2 separate regions of the Drosophila melanogaster genome follow, and region 2 is linked to region 1. Evidence: chromatin contacts called from public HiChIP or PLAC-seq data. All regions are on one chromosome and are shown on one strand. The core of a region is the stretch at or near the end of the contact, and the rest is flanking DNA. Distances in the headings are between cores, read along the strand shown.

Evidence for each region. HiChIP or PLAC-seq counts read pairs in DNA pulled down with a chosen protein or histone mark.
Region 2: a contact with region 1 is called in an H3K27ac HiChIP or PLAC-seq map of the Kc167 cell line, with 2.6 times the contacts expected there. The contact joins two enhancer-like sites. A contact is called at or near these places in 1 of 107 Hi-C or Micro-C datasets (the S2 cell line) and 1 of 6 datasets of contacts at active chromatin or transcription factors (the Kc167 cell line).

Annotation. Positions count from the first base shown.
Region 1 is chr3L:23,315,387-23,320,416 of dm6, forward strand. It overlaps alpha-Cat (alpha Catenin), which reads right to left. Exons shown (of 12, transcript NM_079495.3): 10 at 3,848-4,088; 11 at 3,675-3,791; 12 at 3,260-3,616. The coding sequence ends at 3,452. Among named protein-coding and RNA genes, the nearest start is that of alpha-Cat, 20 kb to the right of the region's middle. Within about 2 kb of position 2,190, at least 4 of the 39 cell types and tissues checked have an H3K27ac peak or open chromatin away from gene starts, as enhancers often do. A contact at or near this core is called in the Kc167 cell line, where this site is marked.
Region 2 is chr3L:23,398,173-23,403,585 of dm6, forward strand. No RefSeq gene overlaps it. Among named protein-coding and RNA genes, the nearest start is that of ND-MLRQ, 62 kb to the left of the region's middle. Within about 2 kb of position 3,614, at least 4 of the 39 cell types and tissues checked have an H3K27ac peak or open chromatin away from gene starts, as enhancers often do. A contact at or near this core is called in the Kc167 cell line, where this site is marked.

The DNA of each region.
Region 1 (5,030 bases), core at 940-3,439:
GGAGTTTCTGTTTCTTTAAAACAACTTTCGGCTTTTCTATACTCTTGCAGCTGTCTCTGCTGAATTTTACTCACGGAAGTCCCCCATGTCTGTTTTTTCTTACAGCTGGTGGAAGTATAAGATGCTCTGGCGCTCCCGATCGGTGAGACCCTTGATGGCACTTTGAGCTTGAAGCAGTTTCTCCAGTCTCTCCGTGAGAGTTCTGGTCATCGTTCACGAAGCTTTCGAACTTGGAACTCGAGCCTTCTCCACATTGGTTTGCAGCAGGTTCTCGGTCTTTATGATGCAATGCTGTTCGCGGCACACCTTCTGAAATTTGTCCCGCAGCAGCACAGTCTTGTTGAGATTCCGCTGGACCTGCTCCTTCTCCGTCTGCTGTCAGCCAACTGGCATTCTTCTTTCTGTCCACATCGCGTTGCAGCAGTAGTTTCACCGTCTCCTCAAGAATCGCAAATCTACTTGGGGATCGATGAAATGGAATGATTTCATCATCCGGGACGCAGCTTGACTGGTACTTCTTCTATTTAATCATCTGTATAAATTATGTTATATATATTCATCTGGTTTGGTACCTCAAAAGCTTTCTCCCACAGTGGAGAAGAAAACTTATAGCCGTCGGCCGAAAGCGAAAAGTCAATCTTTGAAACGAAATCAAATGAGAGCTGCTACAAGGAACTTTTGAGGCGTCATCTCCAAATAAACTGAAACCTTAAGGAAGAAAAGGCAACGGGGTACGTCATCTTTCCGCTAATGGTATGTTCTTATTATGCTCACTTATATATATACTGTGAGCGCGTCAGAAGCTTTATGGCCCGGTTTTAATGTTCACGTAAATTGACTGTAACGAAATGTTTCAGTGTTAGTGTGTATTTGCCACCGCAATACATGCGTATTACACTAATACGAGTTCCAATCAATCCCATTTGGTTTCCGTTTAAGTTTAAGTTAGTGCAAAAACTAAAGTTATTGTGCGACTCCACTGGCCAGAGAAAAAAGCCGTTTTTTTTCACGTATTAAAAGACACCGGTTCAAATAGAAATTATATCCAGCCCAAGCTCATCCCAAATCCAATACAAAATATAAATCCATTTCAAGCTGCCTCTGTGGCTGGCAATATTAAAACAATTACAACATGGCAAACTTATTCAACGACCCAAATACTATAGTTAAGTTTTTCCTACTCCCTACACTCAAAACGTTTAACCAAAGACACTAAAATAACAAGATTCGTAACGGCCATACATTGGTTTAGCACTATGCAGCCACTTTTTTAGTGACGGCCAAAATTGCCCTCGTCGGCTCGCTTACGCTGAGAGCGTAAGAAATCTAAAAAAAAGATTTTGCTTGCTTGTGTGAGTAAAAAAAGAGATGAGAACGCGTATATTGTGTGCGTGTTGTGCTAGAAGCCGATTTTCGGGCCGAAATCAATTCTGATCGAAGAAACGAATTTACATATTTGGGGAGTTTTGGCCAATTTCGTAGCAAGATGATGAAATTGCGAACTGTTTAAAAATATCAAATTGGAATATAAAAAAAACTGAATATGAAAAACAACTGAAACTAATGTGCATTTTAAATAATAAAATTGGATCATTTACATACATCGTATTAAGTCAAATGACTTAATAAATATACTAAATAATTATAGCAAATACAAAGGAAATTGTTATAACTACTGTAATTTAGAACAAAAATTTTCTAAAAGGAAGACATTACATTGAGAAATAAATATTTCATAAAAATAATACGTAGTAGAAAATAAAAATTTATAAATTAAATAAAAATATGAAAACTGTTTATTGCAAAAGTCATATCTTGAGGCACGAAGTGCGGACACACGCACTCAACAATCATTGCCTTCATTGTATGCGTAGAAAAGAGCTGTTCGCTGTAGCGCTCTCCGCTCTCTCGCTCTCGAACAAAAATTAGAGAGAGCCTAGAGCAACCTCGAAAAAATCGTATGTCATTACGAATCTTGTTATTCTAGAGTCTTTGGTTAACCCAACCATGCTTTGTCTTACTGGACCTCAGCTACCTGTGTCGATTCGGATCTTGCTCCTTGTTAACTTTCACGCAGATTCCTTGCTGCTTTCTTTGCTTTGCGTTGTTGACTTGTAATCTCGTTCTCCTTAACTGTCCTTTCTCAGTGCTCTGATTAAGCCCGCGCCCTGACTGCGCGACTCGCGGAAGTACTCTTGTTAACTATACTCGTGCACATATGGATCCTTGCGTGTTCGAACTGTTCACGAACTGCGCTTGCGCCGTCTTTTTGCTTGTCCAGGGTTCACAACGTTACCATTTCACCTCTGTGCGCTTTGCCGACTCGAGTCAAGGTCCAGGGCGGTACCGTTAATTCAGGACTCCATTATTTTCCGTTCGACCTGGCAGCCCTTGACCCATCCCGCTTTCCAGCCTTCTTCGCTGTTGCTAACCAGCTCTAGTGCACATGGATTTATAGGGTGTATTGAGACTTCTTGTATTAGTCATCTAAAGATTTTCAATTCTCTTTCAGTTGCTCTGGATCCAAGGAAGGGTACTAAGTTTAAGCCCACAGCATGTAGTACATCATGGTTAACACGGAACGCAGCGTGCTTGGTCCAGTAGGAGGAACCTTATATAGACCGCTTCAAGGTAATTGTACCGGAATGGGAATTAACTGGAAACTTTTTCGCCGTTTTGTAAACTATAGCACTGCCGCGGATCTACAATTACAACTTTAAACCAAATGGATGTATGCACCGCGAACCTTAACAGATCGAAGTGAGACCATTTACAAAAGAAACACGGAAGAATATTTAATTTTAGATTCCAGACCAGGTATTGTTATTGTTGCTTAAGAAAGCAATTTACGGTTTAACGCAGTCAGCTAGGGCCTGCAATGAGAACCTGAATAATGCTCTGGAGGATTTGAGATTTGTTGCCTGTGATAACGAACCATGTTTATACAAACGATGATGACGACGTAAACGATGTTTATGTTGACGATAAAGTCAACATATCCTCTTAGTCTGCCAAACGCAAGAGGACTTAGTTAATGCAGTGCGAGGAGGCGATCTTGTAGCGATTTCGCTAGGTCATTCCCGCAGTCTGGAGAAAGTCTGCCATAAGAGTTTATTAAGAATCTATATTCTTTATAGCCTATCCTTACAATTTAGTGTATCGGGTTGCCTTGGCTTTTCATTTTTAAATTGGGTTTTCACTTAAGCGATCGGTCTTCCCGTAAATGTTGAGAAATGTCCGCCCTTTAAAGAGGAAATTTGTCAAAAACGATTTATATGTGTATTTTTGATTATATTATATGGGGTCGATTAGAGTTATATAAGAATGTAATTGTCGATAAAACTGAATAGATTACAGCATTAAGATTGCTTTTAATAACCAGAGATAAACGCAATGATTTTGATACTACTCCGTGTATGGTAATTAATTGATACTGATAGAAAATCAATTTTTAAACAGCGTCAGCAGGACTCTGGAATTCAGATAATGCATGTATAGGGTTTTGAACCTTTTTTTGAGATCCCTTGCGAACTTTGGCCCGTACTTCTTCTGGTTTTTCAGGCCTGACCAATGGTTTTTTTTCTGGTGCTTTCATCTTCCATACAACAATTGGAGACTATAAAAAATTTAAATTGTTTAGTATCGTACAATTTTTTGTACTAAAAAACACTTACAGACACTGTTCCTTGCCTGGTATATTTTGTTGATGCCACATATGAGTACTTTACCGTTAATACAACGGCATTCATTAAATTTTTAGCAGCTTGAATTAACGATGTAGCGCTGTCCAGCTATAAAAAACACATTTTTAAATATCAGTTTTCATCATCTTTAATAATATACGTACCCCAGAAACTATAAGTTCGCCGCTTATATTTTGAACGTCTGCTTTTACTTTTGAAGTTATTTGGATTTGATGACAATACAGGGCAATGCGTTGCAAATACGCTAAAAGGTCCTTTTTCGTGCTGCTTTCTGGGCATTGCTCTGCTATTTCCCTGGTTAGTTTATCCAGCTTTGTACCAGCTTCCGAAATTTTTTTAGCTGCGTTAATAACATCCATAGTAGTTTTTAAAGGTCCTCGTCCTCTGAAAAAAAAAAATTGGACAGTTGTTGGGCACCACACATTTGTCTTGACAAATTTGATCGATATGGAAAAAACAATTTAAAAAAAAAACATGATTATTATATTATCGCAGCGCCAGCAGCACCTAAATTTATATCTTCAGTTATTGCCAAAATTGGAGACACAATTAGTCGCACCTCAGCTTTCGTTAACTATGCAGATCAGCTGGGTGAACATCTGTTCAGAAACATCTGCTTAGGCTCTCCCATATCACATTTTTTCTCATTCTTGCTTTCTCGCACCTACACCTTTGGCTTAACGTTCTGCTGTTCGGTCTGCAATTATGAGCTCATTGTCATTCACTTTTGTTTCTTATGCATATACCAATACACATCTTCGTTCGAAATCGATACATAAAACTCGTCTTTTAATTTCTCTGAAAAACAGCTAATTAAAAGGTTTAAAAGCACAACATTTGGTGTCCCCGACGTGATTTGTGCATAAACAATATATAGTGCACATCATACTAAGATATTTAAGCTTTAACTTTAATAAATTCGCTGTCGCTGAGTGCGTTCTTGGGCAACAATTTGTGTGTGCTATATTAAGTCAAAATTAATGGTAGTGAACATTAAATGCAACTCCGTTGTTTAAATAAATAGTTATATTTGCGCGCGTACATAAATAATAAAGGAAGCTGCCACTAATTCTTTTTTGCGCTCATCTTCCCGCTTGATTTCGAGTGGATGTTTCTGATATTTCGTTGTTGTTGGTGTTGCTGTTGCCATGGCTGCTGAAAATTTATCAAGCTCTGCAATAATTTAGTTTGATAAGTCCGTTCTTCATGTGCGTTTGGAGCTGATCGATGAGCTTCAGCAAACATTCAGAAAAATTCTCAACGAGCTCGAAGAACTTGATTTTGACGGAATTGAAAGTGAGTTGACATTCTCGTAACGCTTTAATA
Region 2 (5,413 bases), core at 2,364-4,863, 84 kb after region 1:
TGTATGTATAAATGTAAGTAAGAATACATAGATATAAGCAATGTATGTGCGGGTTAGCTGATAACGAACCTCGAACAGAGCAGAAGCTTTTTATTCTTATAAAAACTAAACACAAATTACTTCAAATAAATTAATATTGTACACTATCATTACACCCAGGTACTTTAGGGACTCTTGGGAGGACACCTGTGTCCCATTGACAGAGACTATCATATTCTCCACCTTCTTTCTGCCTAGTAGTAGGACTGCTCCAGTCTTGTTAGCCGCTATTGTTAGCCAGGCTTTCTCGAGCCAGTGGATGGCAGCTCCAATCGTAGTGCTACATTTATCTTGCAACCGTGCAATTGTTTTGGCGACTGCTTTAATTGGCCATCGTCTGCAAAATAGTGCAGCTCTACTCCCACGGGCCTGTTGATGCCCAAGAACCCATCGTACACGATGTTCCACAGGATTGGTTCCTATACCGATCCTTGGGGGACACCTGCCGAAACTCGTTATCTTTTTGTGCCGGCTTCCGTATCGTACGATAGGACACGGTCCCTGAAGTAGCTGCCAACGACTATCCTCACGTACTTCGGGATTCCCATACAGTTACTGGCCATCTGGCGGTGTTGAATTCGTTTCTTACGTCCAGAGTATTTGCGCAGTATTCCTTCCTGCCTCCTATCTATCACCAGAAAGAGTGGTCTTTGCGATGTTACATCGTACATGTACTCATTCCTTTCCGGAAGCCATATTGCTGACTTCCTAGGCCGTTGATGCTCTCTGTAATTGCCTCTATTCAAGTATACAGGATACGTATGAACAATTTTCCAACTACATCCAGTAGGCATAGAGGGCGGTAGCTCTTTACAGCATGTGCTGGTCCCTTTTCCACCTTGTTGGGAAAATTCCGTCCAGAAGACATTGCTGGAAGGTGGCCTCGAAGATGTCAGGTCTACCTAACAGCCCCACGAAAACGATCTAGTCCAGGGGCATTGTTGGGTTTGGTGCGCTTGGCTGCCACTCGTGGGCCTCTAGCCGGGAAGCGCCACTCCGCATCAGGCTGATGGCCCGGACGACTTCAAGTTCTGAAACGCATGGGAAATCAGGCGCATGGGCTACATTTGTTGGCCACCATAGTTTGGGAATCAGCATGTCCTCATCGATCTTCCTGGGGTCCCATGCTTGCCCTGCTGTTCTTGTCTGCCGTCTCCAAGGCATGCCCTCCGGAGAGAGACTAAAGGAAATCAGAGCGTGGTCGCTCAGCGTTACGACGTCGTGGACCATCCAGTTATTATAAGCCACTATCCGTGGCTAACCTGCTAATAAAGGAAACTTCAATAAATGACGTACTCCTTTCGTTGTTAAACGTCGGCTTCCCTCCGTCATTCAGAAGTATCAGGTCGAGCATACCCATACGTCTATCACTGCTAGGCTGGATACACTGCCCAAGCATCAAAATCACTGGCAATGATCTTCGGGCTTCAGTGCCTCAGGTTTTTTTACGCAGGCGCATAGGCTTTACCTTGGTCCATTCTGCACCCGTGCTAGCATTCTAGGCGACAGATGCGATTCTGCCTGCCTTGGACTCGTTTGCTCTGGATGCCGTTGCCACCAGTCGTGTGGTTGCTCGGTTTGGGCGTCTGAACTTTGGGCACTGGCCCCTTGGGCACCTTCGCATTGTGAGGAGCCTTTTTGGTAGGCTTTTGTTCCTCAGTCTGGGTAGCACTTAGAGCCTTCGTGTTCGACGGTGCTGGTTGCGCAAAACTCGATTGCCGTGACCCAGAGATCAGAAGAGATTTTAGATAGATCTCGCTCCTCAGCAAGGGGGAGTGCTTGCTCGGAAAGCAAGCACTGGAATTGCTACCGGGGTAGTCGCTATGCACATAACTATAGCTTCTAGGCCGGGACGCTTGTCTGGCGTATCCAGACACATGCATCATATGCTCACTTGTGGGTTTAAAGGGTGTCGTGGTTGTTATCCCTTCAATGTGGAACACGCCGAAAGGCAGACTGTACTTGTCACTGTCGGTAAGCGAAGTGCACTTTCGGGAATGTATAGCGAAGTTGTTGTAGTAGCTTTAAGTTTCTGTGATTGGTTACTCATGGTAAAGAGGGAGAGAAAGAGCGCGTGCATCTGGCGGGGTTCAGGTTCGATGACCGCTCGCTTACTGCATTTGTTATAATTGATATAAATGAGAAGTAATCGTTATTCTGTTGAAGAGATTTCCGACGTTTGTCTCGCTGGCACTTTCTCTCGCTGGCTCATAGTTATTTTAGGTGTTTTTTGTTTATTATTTGAGAATAATTAGGAAACACAAACTATATTAGTTATCGTCTTATTTGGAGACTCGTATATATTGCTCTGTTTATTAAACTTTGACTTGCTTTTTGTGGAGCTCGAATAAACAAACGTCTGTAAGTTATATTTATTGTTTTTTTTATTCCATATTCCCTTAACCATTAATGTTAACAATTATACCCGTTACTTGTAAATTTCTATCGATTTGGAACAACACTTTTTTGCGACGCCCACAACCGCCCAAAAACGCCTAAACCGGTCGCGCACACTATTATTATTATTATATTATTTTATATATATATATATATACTTTATATGGTCAGAAACGCTTCCTTTTGCCTGTTACATACTTTTCAACGAAAAAATGCGAGTAACGGGTAAAAATACCTTTAACGCAAAAATTCTTTTTTGCTTCTTAACTATTGATAGTTAGTGGATGAATCTTTATAATTTTTTTTTATATATTTTTAAGTGGTTTGTAAACTTACATAATTAATGATATCCAAGCCTTCTGTTGGAACGATAGTTTAATTGCAGTAGAAATATTGCAAGGTAAGTTCCTTCCATTGAAAATTGCAGTTTGTCCAGTTGAAGCTACATTTTCTACTGACATGAGCATAAGCCTCGACATGTCGATAATCTGAAAATATTTATTCATTAAATGTTGAAGCTTGTACCAGGTAAAAAATGAAGCCTATAAATAATTTATATTCTGTTACGTACGCCCTCTGTTGAGATACTAAGACGTAGAAGATTCCCACATGAAACAGCCAGAATCTAAAGCAGAGGAGGGGTACAATTGACAACTGACAATTGTTGAGTCAGACTGAATGCAACAAAAAATTTGCAGTTAGACAATAATCGAGTGTCAGATGACCAATCCAGCAAAATTCTATTCCAGTAGCAGAGTTCATCAGTAGGGTATTGACTCCGAAAATAAGGGAAATAGTCAAAAACTAGTCCTTGACTCATGGAACCGATAACCGAAGTAAACCAGAGAAAGCTCTATGCCGATGGCGACGTTCTCGACATCGTAATGGTGTCATTTCCTGGAGGAGAAAATCTAAATGTAAAAAGATCTGAAAATTTCTGTACAAAATTAAAGGTCGCGATTTCGTGATCCAGAGAGTCCAGAGAGAACATCTTCGCTTCGGATTTAAAGAGTCCTGGACTGAAATGTTACGGGGCAGGCAAAACGACACCTCGTGAAGGAATATCTACTTTTCTACAAATATGAAGTCAAGAGGGCGCCTTGTGAAGGAAGACCTGATTTTCAAAGCAATCGACAAGAACTTCCAAGATGGGCGGCAAAAAGTACACGGCCTCCGACAAAACAGCCAATGTGATCAACACCGTGGAAAAAACCTTTAATTTCATCGCGGTGTTTCTGTTTCTGGTTATTGAGATAAGTTAATATTGATTAGGTCAGTGCAGCGGTCGTTACCATTACCATAAATTGGAAAGGATTGTATCCAGCATGCCGCAACTTCAATAAATTACATTGTGATAGGCGAATTCCACTTAGCATATATAAACAGTGCAGTGACAATGATATTCAGCAAATTAAATTTACATAATATAGGCCGAGCATAAAACAGCCGGCAAAAGATGCAATTGAAAATATTCTTTGCAAATAATTCCAACCTTCGCCGTCAGTCATCCCCTGAATACCAGAATGGATCTGCCACGAGGGTTGGCGTAGACCGGGCAATTAAACCATTGTTCCGAATGATCGAACAAAAAGGGTTGGACTTCAAATTTGAGCAGAAGACGCAAGCAAAGCCGGAAATGATAGATAATCCGCCAGCACGCCACGCCTTGCCTTTCCTCACATTGGGGGATTCTGGAAGTGACGGATGCGGCTGTTTTATGTAAATTAAATTGTGCTTATATATGCTACAATATATATGCTTATGCTTAAGTGGAATCCGCATGTCACAATGTAAAAGCACGTATTAGTAGCAATCACCCGCGATCACTCTCGAACGCCCTCGACATGGCGAGCAGCATTGATCCCCGATCATCTCCTAGGCACACCAATGATAGGAACACGACAGACCTGAGATCCCCACTAAATTCTGTATCACCTACCGCAAACTAACGCCGAAAGCCCCAGCGAGCAGCTGCTCGCACACCCCATTGTACTTGTACCCCTTTAGGAAAAGCAAACGCGGAAGATCGTAAAATAGTGATCATTCGATTAGAGTGGGACAAAATAATATATTGGACTTTGGTACCCGGTAAGAGAATGTCTGTTCTGAATGAAATAACGTAAAATAAGTTGTTTGAAGACACTTGGCGAATAGATCGACTATTGCCTGATCGGATGTTTCCGTAGTATTTTCAAAAAATAGCGAGGAAGGGTAAGAAAACGCTTAGTGTTAACAAAATTATAAGACTGTTTCGGATTCTAATTGAATCGGAACTTACAACGGTTTAATTAGCTCTTGTAGCACTGATCATTGGGTACGGTAAAATTTAGACAAGCACTTAAATATTTAGAAAGGATAGATTGAGAACCGGTATTTTAAATTAATTTTTAAAAAGTCAACTCTTTATTCAACAAAGGAGGTTTGTTAGATAGTGACGGAGCATCGGAAACAAATGATTTGAATGCAGTATAAAAACTATTTATGGTGTAAAAGGTACATTTTTAATAGAATAGAAGAGCTGTTCGAGGTTCTTTATTTGAATAATCAAAGTGTGCTGAAGTCGGGTTCAGCTAACCTTGCTTATATCTAGGTATTTTTTGTTTTTTTTTTTTTTGTTGCACGGGTCCCACGGCCACACTTCTCGCCCAACCGACCGAGGGGCGCTGCCGTGTATCGTACGGCTCGATTCGCGAGAAAATATAGACGCGATATAAAAAAGAGAACAGGAACGAGGAAATTAATACAATGTAAAATAACTATATTAAATATTAGTAGTAGGATTTAATTATGTAATAAAAAAAGTTAAAATCGATTGCTTTAAGAGCGGCAGAGAGTCAAGATTACAGATAATAGGATAAAGTATATTATAGTCAGAACATGAAACTCTGTAAGGGTCATGCAACTCATAGTTAGATCTATTTAAAATAAAATAAGATTTAAAATAACGGATATATAGTTTCTAGTGAATCTACTTGAA